Linked DNA regions of Zea mays: region 1 is linked to region 2. Evidence: chromatin contacts called from public Hi-C data. All regions are on one chromosome and are shown on one strand. Each heading gives the region's core, a stretch centred on a gene start, on an enhancer-like site or on the middle of the called end of the contact. The rest is flanking DNA. Distances are from core to core; before and after follow the strand shown. Region 1 has its middle 41 kb from the start of LOC100283050. Region 2 holds the start of LOC103643160 (ubiquitin carboxyl-terminal hydrolase 17-like).

Region 1 (5,078 bases), core at 2,374-4,873, 270 kb before region 2:
ACACCATTCCCTCGATTTTTTGGGATCACGCCGCCATCAAAAACCACTCGGGTGTTTACCTTGTCCCCACGTGACTCTCATCCAAACACAATAGAAACTGTGGCCGCCCCCTTCCATCCCTCTATGTACATCCAACCAAACATAACCGAATTTATGGGACGTTGCTGGAGAGACTGAGAAAATATAGAGAATAAGATCTTTTAAAGTATGTTGTAAAGGATATGACATATTTTTTAAGGGTTGGAATTTAGAGGACGCTGCTGGAGGTGACGTGTTTTCCTTGACGGAGGGCCCTTGTGAACTAGTTGCTCAAATGAAACTGATTCTGCAATAGTAGTCGGTCATTCCGCGTTCTGCCCATTCCGTGTTCTGCCTTTCCGATTCCCTCCGTGTTCTGCCTTTTCGATTCCCTCCTCCCCACACACAGTCCATTCCCATTCCCCCGTACAACCAACGCCTAGCTAAATTAAAAAAATAAATATGACCACAAAGGGATTTGAACCCACGACCTCTCAAGCAAATGCTACCGGTAGCTACCACTACACCACATGTGTGTTTATTTCTACATCTATAACAGAAAACACATCTACTACATCTCTCTCCAAGCCCACCTGCTACCCTTGCACAATGCGTAGTAGTAGATAAGTATCACCGAGATTCTTGAATTATATTTTTGGATGAAGGGAGTAGTATTTAAAGAAGAGCCTTGCATGCAATTTCTTTTGTTTGAATAATGTTTCAACTTAATTTTTTTTTTGCATGCGTGACATTTATTCTTCGTAATATTTTTTCCATGGATCTGACTTGTGAGTCATTTTTATAAACCAACGCCAAACATGAATTCATGTTTCTTACTTGAAAACCCCGAACAAACACCATTAACAGGAGGCACTCGTGTCGGGGTCGCTCATCGACGACAAGAAGAAACTTGGCGACTGCCAGTTCGACCTCTAGAAACAGTCATACGTGGCCGCATGTGCCACTATGTACGACAAGCTCCGGCGCAGCCGTCGCTTGGACGCGGTGCAGAGCGGCTGCTCCGCGTTGTCCATCGTCAAGCAGGGGGACCTCATGGTCGTCGCCAACGTCGGCGACTCTTGGGTTGTTCTAGGCACCGCATTCGACGACGACGCCATCACGTCGTCCAGCTCATCGTCCACCTCAAGCCCAACCTGCCACGTAAGTCGCTACTGACTGGCCATGAATTCTTGTGTGCTGAGACGATGGCCGTTGCTGACGTTGTATGAGTATCCTCGAACACGATGTATGTAGAGGAGTAGCGCATCCGGTGGTGCAACGGCCAGGGGTACTACCTTGCTGATGAGCCCGGGATGCACTTCGTTTTACAGCCTAGCCAAGAGTCATCAGTACTCGGTATGTCGCGCACGTTCGACGACTACTATATCGAGGACTGTGGCGTCATCTTGGCGCCAGAGGTGACGCAGAGGAGGACCGACAACAATGACTAGTTCGTCATCCTCGCCACCGTTGAGGTAGCTTTTGTGCCGACTTGCCTTTAATTCTCTTCGCAAACACACACTTGCCTTTTGTTTAAGCAAAAGTGTATGGTGGTACGTGTCTGATGACTAACGATGTACGAGAAAATTTATTCCGGTATGTGTGGAACGTGCTCTCCAATGATGAGACCATGCAAATCGTAACATATATCGAAGTTTGCATGATACTGATGGTTGCAATGTAGTGGTGAAACAGATAGATTATAAATAACAAAATTTATGTATGGCCAGAATCACAAATTGATTATGAAACATTTTCTAATAACGATATAACACACATTTTGTATATAAGTTATCATAGTATACTGGTATTATATATTCCCGTTGCAACGCACGAGCATTTAGCTAGTGATATAAGATGTGTTGAACAAAACGTAGAATTTCCGAGGGAAAATAGACACGATGCTGCACAGGGGCCTTGCCTCCCTAACCCTCCCATGTTTATGTATTTATACACACATAATATAAAATGTGGTATTGTCTTTGGGCAAAATAAATTTCTCTATCTAAATAAAAAAATATTATATTTTTGAAGCATCAAATTCTTTGCTAATAATAAAATCAAAGAATTTTAGCCTAAAGTTGTCCCTGGATAGTTATTGTGTGTGCGACGAATTTGGTGCTTTACCTTGAGTATAGAACCAAATACATTACGATCACTTGCTGATTTGATAAAAAACCTTATCAAATTGGATAAAAGTTCCATGTATCAAATGGGTTATGGATTATTAAGATTAATCGTCACTCTTTCAGTCTCAACTGCAACCATTATTAATAGAGCGTTTTAGCTACAAAACTTATCAAAACACATCTACAAAATAAAAATGGGAGATGATTTTATGTGAAGTTACTTGATCATCTATATTGATATAGAATTGATAGCTATGATCAACACTCATAATGTAGTCGAAGCTTTTAATTTGACCGATCATTGTAGAAGCAATTTTTTACTCTATTGAAGTTAATTAATATATAATTATATTTGTGAGTATTTTTTATTAATTTATTATCTATACTATATGTAAATTAGTATACACATGTGTATATATCCCACGATATTTTTTATTTATAGTATTTGATGGGTCCTTACTCCTTCCTATGCCTTAATTCTGCTCCGCCCTGGCAGCACCGGAGTATACTGTACGTATCAGGCAAGACAATACGACCATACCCAAGTGCAGTATCAGGACAAATGGCTCGGAGCAAAAAGCCTGCAACGGAATAGAAACAGAGAGCACGGCCGAGGCGAGCCCGACGGAGCCGGGCCAGGCCAGGCCATTCCTCGTCCTGTCACTGTCCGAACCCGCTTCTCCTCCACCTCCCTCTGGATCGCTGCTGTCCACGAGGGAGACAGGTCAATTCGAAATTTATTATCTCCGGCTGGGACAAAGACCCAGGACGCCACCAAGGCGGGCACAGCATGCTGCATGCCAGCGGCCATGCAAAATGCTCGTCGTCCTTCCGTCCGTCCTCAATCGGTGCTCCCGGCCCATGCATCGTCCGCGGTCCGCTGAGGTTTCCGTGTCCGGCGCATGTGGTGTGAGTCTGGCCGGCGCCGCCGTCCCCGTCCGTGCCCCACCCAACCCAACTAGCCGGCCCCGCCGCTCGATCCATCATGTCCATTGATCGATGGCTGCCGTGCCGGCTGCCTCTTGGCCCTGCTGCGCTAGGTGAGGACTGAGGAAGTGAGAGTGAGGATGACGCGCGCCGCGGCCGCGCACAGGGCACGCAGCTGCCTGCCTGCTGCCCCCCTCCCGCTGTTGCGATCGAACTGCCTGCTGCGAAGCATACATGCATGTGTGAAGGCAGGCAGGCTGCTCTGCCCGCGCAGTAGCTTCATCACTTGTACTGTAGCTGTAGTAGTATAGTATTGCTGTTGCATTAAATACGAGCGGGTGCTCTCTGCTCAGCTAGCTAGCCGGCCAGATCCTCGTCGCCCAGCTAGCGGTGCGCGCGGAAGCATGCATGCCGCGCGCCTACGACGCTGTAGCTCGTGCTGGGCGTCCGGCGCGCTGCTGCGTCGCTGCCGTGGTACGACGTCGGTCCGTGCTCGTGTCAACGCAGCACGGACACGCCGGGCCCTGGGTGGCCACGTCTGGTCTGGTCTGATCCGTCAGTGTGGCTGGCCGCTGGCCTGGCCTGGCCCCGCTGCATGTGGCCTGTGGTCCGATGGGTAGGGGTCGGCTGGCTCTCCCTTCTCCGTCGAGGTCGAGGGCTAGCTGTTCCAGGGCTGTGCGTGTTCCAGGGCAGGCCCGCAACGACTGGACGGCCAGCTGCACAAAAGCCACTACCACAGGACGGACACTTGCATGCATGGCGATTGGCGCGGCGAGCTCGTCAGCCATCCCTCGGACGCTGGAGAGGAGTCCCTGTGCAGTAGGAGCCATCACTGGATGATGGCTGGCTGGCTGGCTGGCCTGGACTCCCGCCGATCCTGCAGCGGGGATGATGGACCATGTGAGCAACTGACGGCCGGGCAGCGGGCAGCAGACGGCAATACTGCTGCCGCTGCCGCGGCATGCATGCAGCAGTGCCGGCCAGCACACTGCAGACGACGTTGCGAATGAAGCGCACAAGCACGCTACAGTGCACGCCGCGCAACCGTCCACGGCGGGCCATGGATATCTTGCCGATCCAGCCACCACCCACCAGCCCTTGGCATCATCACTTCATCAGCCGGCGCCCGCCGCCCGCCCGTCTGCCATGCCATGTCGCACCGGGAATATTGTCGGCAGTGAGCTCAGGTTTAGGGATGTGCGTGGACGCATGCCATTGCGTGTATCAGACTGGGCTGCCTGACACCCATGGTTTGTCTGTCTCGGCGAGTCTGAACTCTCTATGTGCGTTGTCCCGTTTCATGATCGATCGATACGGATGAAAACGGTCCAAAATAATCGGTAAACACTAAAATCATTTTTTTATATTTTTTCTTCGAAACGGGATCGAAAACGGTAACTCCAAAATAAAAAATGATATTGGTAATTCAGAAACATCGGAAATGAAAGTTCGGTACGAAAATTATACCGGTTACGATCGAAATCTAAAATACGATCGGTAAAAATTATAACATGTACTACTGAAATCGCGTTTTTTTACCCAGTGTCTAAGGCACTCGGCAAACATTTTATCGGTAAAGAGTTTTTGCTGAGTACTTTTTTCGGAGTGTCGAAAAGCACTCAGCAAATTAAAAATCGAAAAAACCCCCAAAAAAACAGCAAAATATTTTTTAAAATTATAAAAACAACTACCATACCTATCTCTCTATCATTTCATTTTAACTAATATTTTAAATCAAATTTATATGTTTTGTGAATGGTGAGATTCGAACTCGCAAAACCTCTCTCGCGCACACTCTCCTCTACCACTATAATACTACATCAATTATGTCTTTATTACATTTTCATTCCTCATATACTATAACAAACCGAGAGTAATTTGATTATTTAAGGCAGTAAATGAATTCATTTGAAAATATGATCAACTATAAAGTTGCATAACTTTTCGAGATCTACAAGTTCTATTTTGATAGTTTCTACATCTGGGGCCGTTTACAAAATTTGA
Region 2 (5,529 bases), core at 592-3,091:
TTTGCTTTGTGGATTGTGTTGCCGCGTCGTCACGGCTCCGACCCCCGGCTCCATCCACCGACGGGCACGCCTGCCAAGTGACAAATCACATATGATATGCCATCCCTTCCTCCACCAGCCGACCGCTGCGCCCGATGGCTCCGACCGACCAACTCCCCCGGCCACGGCCGGCCGGCGCATGCGTGACTGACGACAAAACATCTGATTTCGAATTTAGCTAACGGCTATATATAACGTATATCACATTTTTTTTGTGTAAAAGAAGAAGATTCGTATTACACATAGATAGATACCTGATATATGTTACACTACATCATGCAGCTTCCACGGTTAGTACGACGCGGTCGGGCCGGCGACACTCGTCGTCGTCGAGCGCACGCGGTCGACGCTGACTCAAAAGGAGGAGGTGGGGCCTGGAGGATGGCCCCTATCCGGCATCGGTCGTCTGTTGGGCTTGCCTGCCTCACACGCTTGCGCCCGTGCGTGCGGCCATGCTGCTTCTACTCGTTTCTCTGTAGCGGTAGTTGACGCTTGGTCCGCGCGCGCAACTCCAAGCAAGTCCAATCCAACCTAGGACGCGGAAAATCTCGGACGGAAATTGTTGGGTGGGTGGAGCAAAAGTCGCTGGAAAATGGAGGCCTGGTTCGGTGAACACACACTGCCTAGTTTCTGTCGGCAAAGTTCACTTGTATCAACTTCCTATAATCCCTATGTCACCTTTTTCTGGACGATCATTTGCCTAGTTGGAAGGTCACCAGATTTTATTTTTTTTGGACGCATTAAGCATGGGGGGATGGGAACCGAATGTTGGCAGGAAACGACTTGCATCAGAATACTAAGGTTCGTCTCAAGTGACGTGACACAAAGGAACCACACAATGGGAAAAGATCGGCCTGCCGAAGTTTCCTCATAAAAAAAGTACCTTCACCGAGATACTAGCACTCCAATAAACACGCAATATCCATCAGAAACTCAGCCAGACAGACCTCACCAATCAAAGAGGAAACAAATCGATCATGACAAGATCTCGCATGGGGTCCGCTCGTCAGCCTGCACGTGGGGTCCCCCGGAATAATGGCGGGTACCGCCACACAGTTTCCCGCGTTTCCTCTCCCGCGGAAACTAAGCACTTGCTCCGAGTCCGAGCAGAGGACTTGCCCCCGCGGAAAGAAATCCCATCAACGGCCAGGACCCAACTGATGAGGCCCATCGGACGGCCAGGCGCGCTCGTACGCACGGACGGACAACCAGAGCCCACGGTCCCGTCCCGTCCGTCGGAAGTCGGAACCCATTCCTTTCTTGTACCGCGCGTCAGCGCCGCTGTGCTGCCCCGCCGGTACCGTTAGGGCCTGATTGGTTGCCGTATCTAGGCAGCATGGCCGAGCGAGCCAGGTCCGCGGCAGCCTGGCTGTGCATCGCGTGAGCCTGGCTCCACAGATGCGCAGATTTTGGTCGCATCTCTAGAGCCTGGCCCGAGCTCCTTTTTTGCATCGCGAGACACATGCGCTGATGCATATGCGGCAAACCAAACAAGCGGCAAAGTAGCACGCGCCTAGTTACGTGGATGCAACCTACAACCAAACACACTACGACCGCATACCGTGAGCCTGGTTGGCCTATATGCGGGCAACCAATCAGGCCCTTACTTACTTGCCCCGTCTCCGTCTCCCTGCCTGTCTCGTCGTCGAGCACCTTTTGCACCTCGCCCCCTCCACAAGTCGTCTAATTATTCCTCGGGAGCGTGCGCGGACCGGAAACGGGTACCGCTGCCCGCCGGCTGCTGCTTGGTGCCTTCCTTCATTGCCGCTGCAGCCTGGCCTGCCTCTGCGCGCGCCACTTCCCAAGACCAGACCAGGCACGGAACGAACCCGAACCTGAGAGGGAGGGGGGAAATTTTCGCAGCGGATTTGCGTTTGCGCCGGTTAGGTGGGAATCGGGGCCCGGATCCGGCGAGTAGGAGCGGCGGGGCCGAGATCTATGCGCGGAGGGGGAGGAGGACCGGGCTGAGGAGGGGAGCTGCAGGGGCCCAATGGAGGAGGCGGCGGAGTCGTCCTCGGCGGCGGCGGCGGCGGCCCTGGTGCTGGCGCTGGTGGCGCTCGTCGTGGTGCCGGCGGTGGCGCTGCTGGTGCGGGGCCGCTGGCGCCGGGCCGCGGCGCGGAGGGAGGAGGTGCGCCGCCTCGCGCGGCTGGCTGCCGAGGAGTCCGAGCTGGCGGAGCGCGAGTCCGCGCTTGCCTACTACTCCGAGCTGTTCCCGGGCGTCGTGCACGCCGCGGGGGCGCCCGAGTGGGGCCCGCCGCCGGTGGCGGTCCCGGTCCCGGCGCAGGAGGAGTTCGACGCGCAGCCGCAGCCGTCCGTGGGGGCAAAGGGGGTCTGTGCGGTGTGCTTCAGGCCCACCACGTTCAGGTGCAAGCAGTGCAAGGCCGTCAAGTACTGGTGAGTGCGGGCGAATCCCTGCCTTCACCGCCCCCCTGATTCAGTCTCCAGTTTGTTTAATTCCATCCAGTGATTGGGGAATTTGTGGGAACATAGATACTACGTGATTTGCACAATTTTGGAGTGGATTGGGTCCTGTAATTGGTACATTTTTTTAGTTATTACACAAAATTTAGACTCTCCACCAAACCTTTGGGAACGCTACCCTGGTTTAGGGCACTGCTAACCCTCATTTAATCCTTATGGCCGTTTTTAAATCGTCGCTCGATAACCTTGGGTCGATGCACAGCGTTGCTGATTCCTCACAGAAACTCGGATTCGATAGAGCTTTGGATGGATATCATATTCTCGGAGTCCCTGATAGCTTGTACCTACAAAATCAACAGTTTGTTTCACATCCCTGTCTCCATGTCTCTGCCACTTAGAATCTAGGTTCCTGCCAATTTAATCTGTATTTTCTTTTATCAAATTAGGCCACAACATGTGCTATGGTGTAACCTTCTCGTAGTAACTTGCATGTTATTTTACATGCCTCAAGGTCACCAATTTCATGGACAAAAATACTTGGTATTGATCTGTTTGTATATTCGACTATGTGACAGAAAATGATTCATACTTTATTCTCATGCTGAAATGTTCATAAACCTAGTTATTCCATATTATTAATTACTTATACATCTAAGTAATTTTCATCTATGTGTGGGTGTGGATGTGTGATGCGATACTAGTATACTACTGGAGTACCAGACTAGATCTGGACATATAACAATAATATAATCAATGATCAAAGTGTGTTTTCAGGGACCATGCCAAAAAATGGGTCAAAGTTACCTCGAAGTTGTGTAACAAGTATTTTGAAGCTATTATTTGACGAGGCTAAAGCAAGTATAGTGAGCCTGAGGTAGTATTTGACATTAGGAAGTACTGTGCATGATATGCTTGTTTGACGGTGAGTCAATGCACCAGCTAACCTACAATAATACCACACAGTTAATATTTTATTACAATTTTTAACTAAAAAATGACATGCACTGAACCTCATCATCCCATATTTGTCTATCTACCTATGAACTTCAAGACTCTTGAATTGTGGAGAAATTGTTTTGATGGATAGGATATGGAGGCCAGTATGCTGTAGATCTATCATGCATATGCTTTTCTGCAAGTTTACACGATGTATTTCTAGATTTGTCTTTTACTTGCTAATCCTTTTTTCAATCATTTATTTGCATGCATACATCTTCTGTGGAATGGATGGCATTCGTTACTCCCTAGAGTCATTAAAATGGTAGTGTTGGACATTGCCTAAATAAAATAGGAACAAGTGGTAGAGTAAAGGAACATGTGCCATGTGGGAATGGCATGCATCCATTCTGGTGTTGCAGGGATGTTTACACTTCATTTAGTAGCATAGCATGAGTTTTGAGGTGAAGTGATGTGTGGCTGGAAAGGTCCTGCTGTTTCTTTTTTCTGGGTGAAATCGTGTGGACATCCGTGGGTTAGCAAATGATGTTGACTTTCTTAGCTTCTAAACTTGAATGACACTGTTTTGCAGTTCCTTCAAATGCCAGATAGCCCACTGGAGACAAGGTCACAAAGATGAATGCCATCCACCAAGTGTTAATACTAGGCCTGATGATGAAGAAGAAAAGGCTGAAGTGGGAAAATCTGCCAAAGAGAATGCATCAGTTGGTGTTAAACAGGATGCTCAAATGAACAAACCAGCTGTTGGATCTGAAACTTCTGATGCAAACCATGATTTGAAGAGTTCAAATGGTAAAAGTAAACATATGCCTTCTGAAGCAGTATGTACCAGTGCAGAGATTCCTGGAGGTCATAAGTCCAACAGCACAGTTGAAATTGATCAAAACATTCAGTCTGTTGACAGTAGTAAGATGGGATCAAGTATCAAACATGCAAATTTTGTTGAAGATGGTTCTTCCACCGTGGACTTAAATGAGGCATTGCCATGTAACTCTCATTCTTCTTCACCAAACATTAATGGTCATAGCAGTTTTGTAAACGAAGAATTCTGCAATCATTCCAAGGAACACCAAAGAGCTAAGGATGCCAGTGTTGTTGAGGATTGTTCTCAGACAAGCAGTACCAGGGAGCTTGAAGACAGTAGCATTCCCCACGCAGCTGCATCTGTTGTCTTGGAGTCCAAAAGTTCTAGGACTCCTATTCATGTAGAACTTGAGAGGTCTAAAACAAAATCTGCTGGGAATGACAGCATTCAGAGCACGAAACCTGTGCCATCTGCATTGACTGTTGACAAAGCCACTTCAGTTCGTGGGAGTCTTTCTATTACACCTAATAATTCATCTAAAGTAGCAGATAGTCTTCCTGACAGAAGTTTTAAACCTTCAGATAGGTCAGGCTCAACAACAAATAACCTTGCAACATCTCTGAAGAAAATGGTCAGGCAGCAAACTGCACCAAAAGTTGTGAGGCATTATCCATCAGAATCGGTAAGATAATTGAATATCTCTCTGTATGTAGCATCTTTTTATTTCTCTTGTATCTGCTAATAGTTTTCTTTTGTTCAGACTCTCTTCCCATATGAACTTTTTGTGAAGCTCTACAGCAAGGTTGAGTTGCACCCTTTTGGTCTTCATAACCTCGGTAACAGGTAAAAGTAAGAGTAGGAAGGTCAACTGACATGCATACATGTGCTTGCTCATTATGGTTTTATGCATCTGCCTTTTGTAAGATCTTAAGTGTATGCTCCAAGAATATTTGTGATTTACTTCCATTAAAGTCTGCTTTGTGCATATCAAGGTTTTCAAGTCGATAAGATACCGACTTGGTGACTAGTCGATAAGTCAGTCGACTAGTCGTCGACTTGCCGATATAGTGGCTGTTTGCCTATATAATGGCTTCATATAGACAATATAGCATTTATATAAGAAGAAAGAGCATGGTTTACCTCATTTGAAGCCTGAAATTAAACTAAACTGAAATAAACAGCAAGTCTTACCTCATTTGAAGCCTCAAACTGAACCAAATCAGCGATAAGTCAAACTCACAAGTCATAACAGCCATATAGTTAAAATGGAAAACAAATAGCAAGAAAACATAGTTCAAACTTGAAAG

What was found. Hi-C and Micro-C count contacts between places; a contact is called where the count stands out from the background.
Region 1: a contact with region 2 is called in a Hi-C map of ear, with 1.8 times the contacts expected there. The contact joins the enhancer-like site here to the promoter of LOC103643160 in region 2. A contact is called at or near these places in 2 of 25 Hi-C or Micro-C datasets (ear and tassel).

The regions. Positions count from the first base shown.
Region 1 is chr1:205,273,091-205,278,168 of Zm-B73-REFERENCE-NAM-5.0, reverse strand. No RefSeq gene overlaps it. Among protein-coding and RNA genes, the nearest start is that of LOC100283050, 41 kb to the right of the region's middle. Within about 2 kb of position 3,623, at least 15 of the 20 cell types and tissues checked have an H3K27ac peak or open chromatin away from gene starts, as enhancers often do. A contact at or near this core is called in ear and tassel, where this site is marked.
Region 2 is chr1:205,002,056-205,007,584 of Zm-B73-REFERENCE-NAM-5.0, reverse strand. It overlaps LOC103643160 (ubiquitin carboxyl-terminal hydrolase 17-like), which reads left to right and starts at 1,841. Exons shown (of 11, transcript NM_001326697.1): 1 at 1,841-2,433; 2 at 3,989-4,904; 3 at 4,983-5,065. The coding sequence starts at 2,030.